Regions from separate parts of the Mus musculus genome. Here region 2 is linked to region 1. The links are chromatin contacts, called in public Hi-C maps. All regions are on one chromosome and are shown on one strand. The core of a region is the stretch at or near the end of the contact, and the rest is flanking DNA. Distances in the headings are between cores, read along the strand shown.

Region 1 (6,663 bases), core at 966-3,465:
GGGAGACTTAAAAATTCACGATGCTGTCAGTCAAGAAAAGAAACTCATCAGCTAGGCTCTCGGCTGATGCTCACTGGTCTGTCTCCTGGCAACACACCCTCCAAAGACTCGTCCCTGCATCCCAATCCCTAGGCTAAATGGGCAGCACATCCCTTCAGCAAAGCACACACCACAGAACAAACAGAGGTGGAGGAGAACTCAGGAACAACGTGACACTGAATCGGAGGCAACATTCCCAGCTTTGCCTTTTCTGTCTTTCACAAGCAGACAAGACCCAGAACTTCTGCTGCCTTTGAAGACAAATTAGACATGGTCCGTTTAAAAAACAATAATAATAACTTGAAAAGTGGATTTTTGAAAATACCCATCAAAAGATGGCTTAGCAGTTAAGAGCACTTCCTGATCTTGCAGAGGACTTGGGCTTGCATGGCTGCTCACAATCACCCTAACCCGAGTTCCAGGGGACCTGATACCCTCCTCTGGCCTCCAAGAACATCAGGCAAGCACACAAGTACACATGCATACATGCAGATAAACACTCATACACATAAAACACAAACATTAAAAATAAATAAAAAGTTGGTTACACCAGCCGTAGAAATTGTCCCTTGCTTACAGTTCTGCAAAATAAAACTAGCAGCTATAATTTAATTAAAGGACTACCAACTCCCCCCACTAACTTAAATGAAAAATGGTTATAATTTTCTTTATGATTTTGCTCCTCCTTCTTTTTTGAGACAGTAGCTCACGTAGACCAGGCTGGCCTATAAATCCCTATGAATAGAGAGGAAGACCTGAGCTGAACTTCTGATCCTCCTTTCTGTACCTGCTGAGTGTTGAGGTTGCAGGTATATGCTACCCTGCTCAGTTACATGGTGCTGGGGATGGAACCTGGGGCCACCAACTGGGTCCAACCCCCAGCCCACTCTCTGGGATTTTACAATGCACTGGTTTTCTTTACATTGAGTCAGTGTCACAAACAGGGTTCCAGAAGCCAAGGAAGAAAAGGGGAAGGAACTATACAATGAATGTATCAAATTTTGTCATGTCACCAGCTCAAAACAGCCAAACAACACTTAAACAAATACACACACACATGAACACACGCATACACACATAGACACACACATAGACACACACATGTACACACACATATACATCAAACACACATATACACACATACACACATATAACACACATACATACATACACACATGTGTACACACAAATATGCACATACACACATATACACATATACATACACACAGCCTAAGTAACAAAGAAGATGAGGTATCGAACTTAAAGTTCAAGATTTAAAAATCTCGAATAGCAAGCAGTCCCTCCCTGTCTCAGGTCTCAATTAGTAGCCAAAGCCTGGGCCTCTTTTTATCAACAAAGAACTGGTAAGGGACAACGGTGGCTCCAAATCATGGGATGACATAAGCCCTGGAAACAACCTGAAAGCAACAACGGAAACGGGAGAGTGGGGGTTGTAAGAAATGACCCACGAATTACCAAGTAATGAGGTCTGTACTTATTCACTAATTACTAAGACTGTTGAGAAGAATTGGTCTCTATTCACTGATACAGAAACACATCTGAGACATAGCAGAGAATAGCACTATCTAGCAAGAAGCTATCTGCAGGTCAGTGTGCTTAAAATGCTCATGTGGGTGCAGAAGATTGTAGATGGATGGAGAAGCAAACGCCAAACAAATGCAAAACAAAAAACAAAACAAAACAAAACAAAGCAAAGTTAAAAAAACAAAACAAACAAACAAAACATGGTCTCTTCCCTTCATGGGTGTGGCTCAGGGCACTCTACTTACTTAACACTTTACATATTTTTTTCTAGTTTCTCTCCACCACCATGAACTCCTGTAATAATAAATTAAGACTGTGCGGGTCCCACAGGAGTGGAAACTCCTGAGGGTAGTCACAAGGTCCACAAATGACTGTTTAGTGATAAGCACAGGATCGTTCGAGGCAAATGTGTTCTTTCCTGAACAGGGCATGGCTGTAGACAGAAACAACTCATCACCTGGAGACTTGTCTGCATCCCCACAGACACTCAGAGCCTCACAGACTAAAAGAAGCCGCAACCCGCCTTCACGAGAATCAAGAGCCTTTTTAATCTGTTAGGATGAGCTCTAGTAAAGAGTAAGCCTATAGTGAACAAAAGGATTCTCTTACTCCTCTCCCACACACACCTCTACTTCATCTTCTCCTTTCCACCCTGTGCAAGCCTCTCACAAACACCACCTCCCAGCCTCACGCTAACTCCCAGCTGAGCTCCACCACAACAGTGTTCTAGTTCTCAGTCAGCGCTGGCGGCTGTCTTCCAAATATCATCACCCAGTCTGTGAGGGCCAGTGGTGAGAGTCCATAAGTATAAGTTAACCGGGGCAGCCACTGGACATGGAGGAGCCTGACAACTGAAGGTCAAACGGGCCCGCACTGCCTCTCAGTCAGTCAGTCAGCACAGCTGAAGTTAACATGCCAGGTCCCATTAAAATGAATATTGCCAACCAATTAGTAGAATAAATGGTTTGCCTCATAATGGGCTTTGTCTGTGTTAATTCGCCTGCGTGCTGGAGGATCTACAAGTAGAAGCAGGACCAGGTGCGATCCCAGTGCTGTGGCGGAGAACCCAGGACACAGGTGCAAGACAGGAGTCCACAGCAGTCAGAGGAAAGTCGGTCATATGTGAAAATCAGGAAGAACAAAGTAATTCTATTGTCATCCAACATAGAAACCAACATAGAGACAACTGCTTACTAAGCTAAGCATTCAAAACCCTAAATGTAGCAATAGAGGAAGTAAGGAGGGAATAATGGTACTGAAAACCAAGGGTGTGGGCAAAGCAAGCTCCACACCACTGATACAAAATAACCTTAAAAGTGTGCCCATGTGCTTTGCAGAGAGCTACAATGGCTTACATAGTAAGTGGCCTCATTTTGTGACTGCTTTGTCTCCAGAGAACGGTAAGTAAAACAACCCTGCTGGACAGGGCTCCGTGAGCACGGCTTCTCACGAGACCCATAAATTAATCGACATATCTTTTATTTGAATTCCTTTCTCATTCTTTTCTAAGGCAAAGATGAAGCCAGCTATGCACAGGCTTTTTCTTGGCTAACTCTTCCTATCTTGACATCTTGAAACAAGTCAAAGGGTGGATTTTAAAACGAAGTAAAAAAAAAAAAAAAAAACCATCACTATCAAAGGCCTGACACGCATTTTGAAGTTGTACAATGACAGTACCCACTAGCATTAAGGCTCGTTCCACCCACAAGTGTCATTCTTGATTGCAAGTGGCCCTGTGTGTGAAGCCTTACCCCAGAGCCCTGCCACGGGAATGCTGGGAATTTTCCATATCGTGTGTTTGAATTCACTGTGCTGCTTTGCCACTGGGTTTTAGGTGTTCAGTAATAATGTGCTTTGTTCTCAAAAGTGTCCCTCACACCTGCCAACTGAGAAACAAGGAGGCTCTCACAGAATGATGTGTTGTTGCGCTGCCCTCTAGTGGTAACTCAAAGCAGAGCAGAAAGGGGGGAGGACCAGGAGAAAAGGCTAAACAGAATGGGGGGAAATGATGAAGAGATCACCTCTAAAGATTTAGTAGTACCCTGTTATTCGATTGGTATAAAACAACTCTGCTGGCATGTCACTACAGACCTGTCTACTCACTTTCAAAACCTCCACGTAAGAAAAATCCAGAGTAAAATCAGCAAGCACACACGTGTATAAACATATACACAAATTAATTGCAGCTTTAAGAAAAGAGAACACTAGCAAGGGCAGGTCTACAGAACGTAACATTTGTTAAGGTGATGAGGACAGAGTGATGCTTCCTAAGACACAGTGGAGGGTGGGCAGGGAGAGAGTGGACCCTCTAGCTAGGATGTGTGCTCTAAGATGCAGCCATATTCACACAACAGTGGCACAAACTCCCACCTTGAGAGGCTGAGTAGGAAGATCACGAGTTCAAGGCCAGCCTGGGCTCCAACACAGCACATCTCAGGCCAAAGTGGGAAAAACAGCGAGAGCCTGTCTGCAAAAAGAGGAGGTGGTACAGCAGCCATTTCTCCAGGATTCAGAGCACGTAAAGAAATATCTAAATTTTCTGAAATAAATAAAACTTAACAAGCCTGAGTTGCTTTTGGAGGTTACACATCAAAAATCAAAATTAACCCATAGGTTCACACTGGCAAGATTTCCTTCGTAAAAGTCAAATCAAGTCTGTAGGGGAGGAACCAAGTAGGGTAGGTATCAAGGGGCTTTCGAAGCAGTCTCTTCTAGTCAGAACAGGCAGGCAGCGGGAACCTGGGTTCTCCAAAGACGCCTCACAATGCTGTTTGAACACTTACAGAAACCTCTATGACAACATCTTAAAATAAAATCTATCTTCACAAAACAGACCAGCTCCGTCCCGAAAGTATGCAGACGTGGGTCACTTATCATCCAGCAATAGCCTTCAACTACAGGCATACAGCGACCTCTTCTGGATCATGAAGGAAATGCCCCAACAGCAAAACAAAGGACTTCCATCTCCAGGTAAACCACAAAACTGCCCAGCCACTTCCCTCCGGGCAACAGCCACAAAATCATGTGTGAAGCTGAGCTCTAAGGATGTTTATCTTTGATTCAGAAATCAGTTATGAACCATCCAAAGACATCCTTTCCCTTGTTACCATATACATGCTTTATAAAGGTTTCTTTCACAGTTCTGAGCAGCAGGAAAGATGCATGACTTGAGTCATTTTGAAGACTGTTTATAACCACACCTAGGATCGGAACACCATTAGCATAATATCTCAGATTCTCTCTGCTCTGGAATTCTTATCTTTGGAACTAAAAATGGCCAGGCCTGAAGATAGATGAAGATTCTGCCAGAAGCATGCCTCCGGAATGGGTGTGTGTTATGAGTGCCACTCCTTTAACAAAACACAGAAAACACACACACTAGAAACCTTGTTCCTAATAGAGTAGAAAAGGGACCACACCTGAGGCAGTGAAAACCACATTCAAGCTTCCCTCACCCTGACCACTCAAAAAAGGAGCGCTGCTATGGGGGATTTTAAGGACATAAATAATAATGCATCAAGCACATGGTTTGCCTCCAATGGGCATCACATACCACATATATAAACAAAAGACAACAGGCTGTGATATTCCCTCCACAAACACTCTCACAATTCTCTTTAAGGAGCAGACGTACATTCTAACAATCCTCTTGTATAGAAATCACACACAAGCAAGCAGGTGCCAGCAGGTGTTGAGGATCCCAGGGAACTGAGCAAACCTGTTCATTTCAAGATGCAGAGACTACAGGCAAAGTGCTACACAGGCTGAACACAAGGATCCTCAAAAGATCTTCTACAAGGCCTCTGTGCTCTGGGAAGATAGAAGTTAACATAATATGGACCTTTAAAGGGGTATCTGAGGCCAGACATGGTGGTTCACGCCTGTAAATCTACCATTCGGGTGACTGAGGCAGTGGGATGGCTAGTTCAAGGCCAGTCTTGGATGTATAGACAAACCATGCCTCAAAGAAAAAAAGATCAGGAAAATGGCATTCCTATAAAGGACAATTTGACAACATCTGTCACTCTATATAACGCACCATTTCCCTTGCTAGTTAGGGAATTGTGAGATACGTTTAATACAGCACTGTTTTTAATTAAAAGAAAAAGAAGGGAATGTGATATATTTAATAAACATAAAACAGTTTCCTGATTATAAAGAGAGGCTGAGTGCATCTTGTGCTCAAGCAAGACACCCCAAATTATATGCGAAAATCGTAAAGACACTTTCGTTAAGACTACCCCTTCATTTCGTGCAGTTTTCCTATACACTTGCCATATCTGCATCATGCAAACACTTATGGTTAATTCTGTCTGATGGAGATAGAAGGGTGCTTTCGCTTCCTTGTGTTCTTCTAGGAGGTGGCCTCCTCATCAGGAATATGCTCTATCCTTAAAGGAACTCCAATACTTTGCTTATGTTGGTACTCATGCAGAAAAGCTAATGATTAGTCAAAATTAACCAAGGCCTTCCTACAGCTGTCTATCCATCTGAGACCCAGGTGACACTTTAGAGAACAAAGTTTAAAGGCAGCATCTTAGAGGAGAAATCTTGGAGATGATTGACAGTGGGTGAGGGAGGGCAGAGAGCAGAGGCATCTGCACTTGGCTGAATCTTTAAGCCTGGCTTTTACTGCCAGATCAAGGAGTCATGTGTTAGTGTGTCAGGACCCTGGGCTCTCCCAAGGTTGCATTGCATCTAGGAAGGAGAACCCCTGAGACATCAGCTAGCTCTCCTATACCTCACCCACCTCCAACATTACCAACAAGCCTGCCATGGTAGCCATGTCTACCCCAACACCTAAGCCTGCTGTAGTGGCCAAGTCCTGAGTGCTGTTACCCATGGGGTCTTTGTGTCTGCTCTTCCCCCTCTCTATAGCTAACACAGTCATCCTCCTCTCCTTCCTGCCTTCTTCACTGGCATTTTAGATGCTCAGTGGTCTGCAGTGAGCCAAATTATGCTATCAAAATACAGACCTTATTACTCTCAGATACAAACACCTGCCCCTTGGCTTCAAAATGCCCCTATCAGAAACCTGCACGGACCTTGAATGGACTTGGTTAGAATGCTACCTCATCA
Region 2 (6,741 bases), core at 1,142-3,641, 340 kb before region 1:
GCACATCACACACGTGAATATGCCTGTGGAGGTCAGAGGTCATTTCTAAGGTGCTGTTTGCTGGCATTTCTTCTAGGCTCTGCCCCACAACTACCTGGCAACAGCCAGGTGTACCCGACTCACTATAAAAGGGGCTGCTTGCCCCCTCCTCATTCTCTTCTTCTATTCTCTTGCTTTTATTCTTTCTCTCATACCCTCTTGCCTCTCTGTCCCTTCTCTCTCCATTCCCCTCCCCTTCTCACTCTCCACGTGTTCATGGCCAACCTCTACTCCTTTACACTAACCCCCCCCACTCTCTCTCTCTCTTACCCCCTCAACTCCCCTCCCCATGCCCTAAATAAATTCTATTCCTATCCTATACTGTTGTGTGGCTGGTAGCTTAGGGGGAAGGGATGCTTCAGCATGGGCCCCCACAGAGGCACCCCCTTCCCCCATACCATACCATACCTCCACCAAACATATTCCTGGCGGCGGTGGCGGCTTCTCCTTCTTCTTCCTTCTTCCTTCTTCCTTCTTCCTTCTTCCTCCTCCTCTTCCTCCTCTTCCTCCTCCTCCTCCTCCTCCTTCTTCTTCTTCTTCTACACAGCACTGTTCACTTTGAATTTTGAGACAGGGCTTCTCATCGGGATATGGAACCCCCCATTATGCTATGCCCAGTGTCCACTGAGTCAAAAAAAATCTACTTGTTTCTACCTCCCCAGAGCTGGGATTGCATGTGCACACACTGTCATGCCTGGCTTTTGAACATGGGTTCTGGGGACTGAAGTCAGGTCCTTACACTCTCAAGGCAAGTACTCCACTGGTTGTGCCATCTCCCCAGCCACTTCAGTCTCTGAAGTAAAAGCTTCAGGAAGAGGTCAGATTCCTCTCTTCTGTCCCTGACTGACCTGTTAGATGAGGACATGCTTGCTCCTCAGTGAGGTAAACTCAAGCTGGACAATGAGAGCACAGACAGGCAGTCTTTCTAATTCAGCTGAGGTCACCCATCTTTCCAGTCTGCTTTGGGGATGTGGGTGTTCCAATAAAAGAGCTTGTTGTAGACGCTGGGTTTTGTTATCGTTGCTCTTGATTTTTCTTGTTGTTGAAGATAGAGCCTCGGGTGGTCTAACTCTTAATCCTTCTGCTTTACTCTCCTGAGTGCCTGGATTATAGCCGTGCATGATGTCATCCCTCCTGAATGGTTTTTTTAAAATTTTTTTTTAAACATTCTGCTTATTTATGCTTTAAGTTTTGGACATGTATATATTGTGTGCTAAGTATCTCCCTATACTCCCCTCTTGTGCTCCCTTATCTAGTCCTCTTTCTCCTCCAGACTGCATGAAATTATGCATGATATATATATATATATATATATATATATATATATATATATATATACACACATACATATATGTAATTATACATATATATGTATATATATATACACATACATATATGTAATTATACATATATATGTATATATATACACATACATATATGTAATTATACATATATATGTATATATATGTATATATGTAATTTTATGTTTCAATATCAAATCCAAGAACCACAAATAAGAGAAAATGTATGCTATTTGTCTGTCTTGAGATTGACTGAAGTCTAGGGTTAAACCCAGCTTTGACATCTAAGTTAGTTGAATTCAGTACCTAGTGTGGAGTTCTGAGTGGCGGGGCAAGCCTTCCCTAGATCACACAAAACATCTTTTTGAGTTAAACAAGTAATTCTTCCCACTGAAGCATCTAATTTGAATTTAAACATTTCTTTACATGCTACCTTAATTAGATGCAAGTTCCTCTCAGCATCTTAATTTTATGCATTTTACACTTCTAAGCAGCACTAGTGAGGACTGCTTATTTGCATTCATTTACATACAATTTGCAAGAAATGTTGAAAAACCTAGAAAGAAGGAGATTGTAAATTTATGGATTTTTTTTCTTCAAATAAAAATGTCAGTTCTATGAGGAAACAAACAGTAGTTTTTCTCCCCCTCCTTGCCCACTTTGGTATTTTCAAGGCGATTTTTAATACATATATACATAAAGAGATCTATTTAAGGAATGCCAGGATAGGAAGATTCCCCTGCCAGTTAACAGCCAGGAAAAGGCTCCAAACTTCCAACTGCTGTAAGAAGGAACGAACTCAAGCAGATGATACCTCCCAAAATACATTATCTGAAAAGTGCATCTCCCTCCACAATGAGGGCGCATTTGATCAGTTCTGCTCTGAGGATGCATTCCCTGCCAGACTCATTTCTTTAGTGATGGGCAGTTCATTCCTGAGACTTTCAGTTGTGTTAATTAGATTTTCTCCATGTCCACCTATCCTCTTGAGCTTGGATTTATATTCACAGAACTCCTCACCATCCTTTCAGGAGCTTCTTGGAGCGGTGCTGCAGTCTGGTTTCTCACTGCAGATGCAGGCAGTCGATACTTCCCAGGTTTTCAATGCCTCACATTTGAACTGACATCGCTATTATTATTCTTGGGCTCAGAGACTGCCCTGGAGATAGCTCTGTGTGTGTGTGTGTGTGTGTGTGTGTGTGTGTGTGTACCAGGGAGGGACCGGGATGGCAGAATATACGTAAAATATAAGTGCCTTCAACATTAAAATTTTATCTTTCTCATTCCACCAAACATGATGCAAGGCTTCCCCTGCCCCCACCAAGCTTCATAAATAACCTCCCTGATTCCAGAATGCTCCCTCCTTTACATATTGAAAGCAATTTTCAATTCCGGCTCTGAAGCAAGCTGCTTGTCCAAAATAAGACACACTCAGCAAAATGTGAGTTTTGACATGCTTCGAGCTGAACAGTCATGTTTTCTGGCAGATGGAGTTTGTTCTTGAAAAGGAGATGAGGAGCCAGACTTGGCAGCTGCCCCTGCGGAGCAGCCAAGGGGAACAGAGGCTGGGACACCTCTGCTACAGCAAGTCCCCACACTGCAGGTCCCAGGGGCTGCTCTGTGGGGTCCATACCAGTCATGTGGCTTCCTGGGCCCTCCATCTCCCTGATGGAAAAATGAGGTGTACACACACACACACACACAATCACCATTTCTATCTACCTGCTTAAAAATGGGTGTGGTACTCTGACAGACACAGCACTTGCCTGGCACACACAACACACTGAAAACAAATAAATGCATGAGAATACTCACAACTGATCACTTCTAACTTACTTACTACCCTTGCATATTGCTTCTGAACACTTCTGCTTATGGTTACTGGAAAATAGACTTTATACAGCAAATGTGATTCCCTGCCTCAGAGGAAGTCAAATCCAATGAACCAATACTGGTTAGAATGTCACCCTGTGTTACTGACACTTAATTTGGTGAATGCCCTCACTCCTGGCGTTGCACTATCAGAACGGTCCTTAACTGTCTTAACATAAACCAACACAGTTTCTCAGTGTGAAATCAACATGAGCAACGGACTGCCTCATTTCACAAATAAATATGCTAAACAATGTTTTCTGAAAGAAAGCACAATTTATAATTAATGAATAATCATCTGTCAAAAGGGCTCCATACAATTAATCCAATGTTTATGCTACTGTTGAACTCTTATGCTATCTAGTTCTAATCTCCATGAGTATCTGAATGTGTGAATGTGTGTGGATGCCTGAGGCCAGACTCAGCTTTCCTGCTGGCCTAGAACTTACTAAGTAGGCAAGCCTAGGAATAGAAGGATGTGCCACTGTGCCTGACTTTTTGATGTGGTTGTGGAATGATCACATGGACAAACTCTCTCTCTCTCTCTCTCTCTCTCTCACACACACACACACACACACACACACCCTCCCCCATAACATACTTGACCTGTACATAACATGATCAACCATTGTTATTTCCTGATGTGCCAACTGGACTAACAGGGGAATCTACAGAATGCTCCTAAGGTGCAGTGTGAAATGTAGTGGAGTCCTCCACAGAAAGCTGCCTACGGTGTGGGATGTTCATTCCAGAAATATTAGCTCTAACAGATGTGGTGAGACCTCAGTCATATTTAGTCAGCTAATTAGTTCTAATAAAGACTCTTCAGAGTTACACAGCATACCAGGAGTTCATCCCAGATCTGTGACATGACACTTTTAAGCAGAGTACTTCAAATCAGGATGTTTAAATATTGTATAAAATTGGTTAAAGAGTATCATCATTTGAGAATCACTTAAACAACAACAACAACAACAACAACAAAACAACTTTTTAAAGTCTTTCCTATTCTTGGAGTGAGAAAGGGGCTTTCAACTCTTTATGTAGCTCAGGCTGATCTTGAACCCAGGGTCCTCTTGCCTCAGGCTCCCAAATGCTAGGTTTACAGGTGGAACTGTTGTGCTTTTATTCTTTAGTGGCAATTTCTGATATAACACAGTGCTGGCACGACCTCCCATCTTAAGCAGAAAATAACTGACATAATCATATTCCCCTTGGCCCTAGAATCTCCCTTCTTGACATAGATTTTTAAAAATGATACCTGCATTTCTTATCAATTACTTTTGACCTGCACTGTATCTGTGTATTACAGATACTTTGTATCCTTTCTGCTCTGATGACTAATGGACTTAATAGCAAGGCCAGACCCGAAATCTTCATCTCTCATGACTTTGACATATCATGGGGAGCCACTGATGCTAAACCTCTGGGTATTGGTGATGCTAAACAGTATGAACTTCATCCATTCACTATAAGGAAGAGCTGGGTGAACCTGGATGCAGGTGGGCACCCGACTTTCCCATTTCACTCGGTAGAGGAGCTGCTATCAAACCTAAGATGAAGAGATAGGAACAGGAAGGATATTTTAAACCCTGGCCTGGTCTTAGTGTAAAGCGTGTACGAGGTCAGAAATGGAAACGGTCTGTGTTCATCTACTGACAAGAGAATAAAGGAAATATGGCACATATGTACTGTGGAATACCATTCGGATAACAAAGAAGATCTTATCAATTGAAAAGGCATGGATAGATCTAGACTGCCGCTAATTAAAACAAGCCAGGGACGCCTGGGAAGGCTCACATATGGAGCACTCAAAGTCTAATTTCATAGAAGTTGAAAATGGGGGGCTATGAGAGCCCAGGGAACATGGAGAAGGGGTGGGGAGGAGAAAGGTTGGTCGGTGGTACTAAGCCACGGTTCAGTATGAACAAGAGGTTTCAGTCCTGCAGCATACCGTAGGCAACAGCAATGTATTCTGCATCCCCAAAGGCCGGACGACTTTCAAAGTTTTACGCATAAAAGAATGATAAGGGCTTCTGGACACACATATTTTTAACCCAATTTAGAAGCAATACAATAAAAATCCATCCAAGCATCTACAGTTCCCCATTAAAATGAATGGTGTTTCTTAAAGTATCACTTAAAATCACTGTGTGGGAACGCATGCTTAACGTCCTTCGTGCTTCTTCTCGGCATATGTATGTGTGTCATGTGTTCATGTGTATGAGGGCTCTATGTGAATACAGGTTCATGTGTCGTGTGTGCACACAGAAACGAAAGCACAGTCTTCGTTATTATTGTTCCTCAGGATCTACCTTGTTTTGGGTCACATCACTCATCGACCTGGGACTCATCCATGAAGCTATTCTAGCTGACTAGCCAGTGAGCCCCAGGGATCTCCGTGGGTCTGCCTTCCCAGCTCTGGAATTACAAGTATGTGCCATCCACTCAGGTGCCTGTACTCTGGCAAGCTTTCTAGACCCATCTCTCTCCCCAGGCAACAGCTCTCGAAGAAGAACAAATGTCATCCACTCTTAGGAAACATCCTACTTGGTTTTCGACACTCAGTTGGCTCCTGAGTCCTCCAGATGGTCTTAATGCTTTAATGATTTGTTCTGATGGACTGATTGGACCAGACATGAAATTAAACCTCCAGCCTCCTGGTTTCTGTCTCATTAGATCTCATTTCTGATCAGGACTAGATAGTAGTTCCCTCTTAGATCCCAAACAGACTACCTGCCCACTCCAACCAACCAAACCTCCTCATGCAAGCGCCAGCATCTGAGTATGAATTCCCCATACATCAAACCTCCCACAGTATAAGGTCCATAGGTTTGTACTTAATTATTTCTAGACACGGCCATGGCTTTTGCCCCTCTTTCTTGCTCAAACCAGATGTACACTTAATGTGATGGCTAATCTTGATGTTTTCATTGTGAGCCCAGCCTTTCACAGGCCTTGACAGCTAATCTTAGTTGTCAGCTTGACTGAATCTGGAATCAACTAAAACAGGAGCTTCTGGGAATGCTTGTGTGGGATTCTCCTGATCAGATTATGTGAAGTACAAAGGCCCGCCCTACATGTGAACGGCATATTTCTTTGTCACCTTTTGGTGGAAGCCCAGATGAAAGGACAGAAAAAAAAAAAAAGCTTCTTTTGCCTCCTGCTTGCCCTCACTCTGGCTGACAAGTTCATCCATTTTGTTATCTTGTTACTGTGGCATCCCTTCACTGACTGATACTAGAATCAACTTTTTTGGGATTCCAATGTAGAATGAAGATCAGCAGCTCTCTAGTGCTAGACTGGGACTGGTCAGATATCCAGCCAAGCGACCTGAACAACAACTACTGGATTCTCAGCCTCTCCAGTGTGAGACAAGCATTGTTGAACAAGTTGGGCCACATCCTGTAAGCCAAACTAATGAATCCTAGTGTGTGTGTGTGTGTGTGTGTGTGTGTGTGTGTGTGTGTGTGTATGTGTGTGTGTGTGTGTGAGTCTGTGTGTCTGCCTATGTGTCTGTGAGTGTGTC

The links. A called contact is a pair of places that touch in the nucleus more often than the background predicts.
Region 2: a Hi-C map of forebrain shows a contact between it and region 1, with 4 times the contacts expected there. The contact joins two enhancer-like sites. A contact is called at or near these places in 2 of 484 Hi-C or Micro-C datasets (cortical neurons and forebrain), 2 of 115 datasets of contacts at active chromatin or transcription factors (T-cell acute lymphoblastic leukemia and embryonic basal ganglia) and 1 of 9 other capture datasets (embryonic stem cells).

Annotation. Positions count from the first base shown.
Region 1 is chr8:127,188,378-127,195,040 of GRCm38.p6, reverse strand. The region is part of intron 2 of Pard3 (par-3 family cell polarity regulator); the gene reads right to left. Among named protein-coding and RNA genes, the nearest start is that of Pard3, 130 kb to the right of the region's middle. Within about 2 kb of position 2,215, at least 18 of the 459 cell types and tissues checked have an H3K27ac peak or open chromatin away from gene starts, as enhancers often do. A contact at or near this core is called in forebrain, where this site is marked.
Region 2 is chr8:127,531,086-127,537,826 of GRCm38.p6, reverse strand. All of the region lies in intron 22 of Pard3 (par-3 family cell polarity regulator), which reads right to left. Among named protein-coding and RNA genes, the nearest start is that of Gm51558, 60 kb to the right of the region's middle. Within about 2 kb of position 2,391, at least 21 of the 459 cell types and tissues checked have an H3K27ac peak or open chromatin away from gene starts, as enhancers often do. A contact at or near this core is called in forebrain, where this site is marked.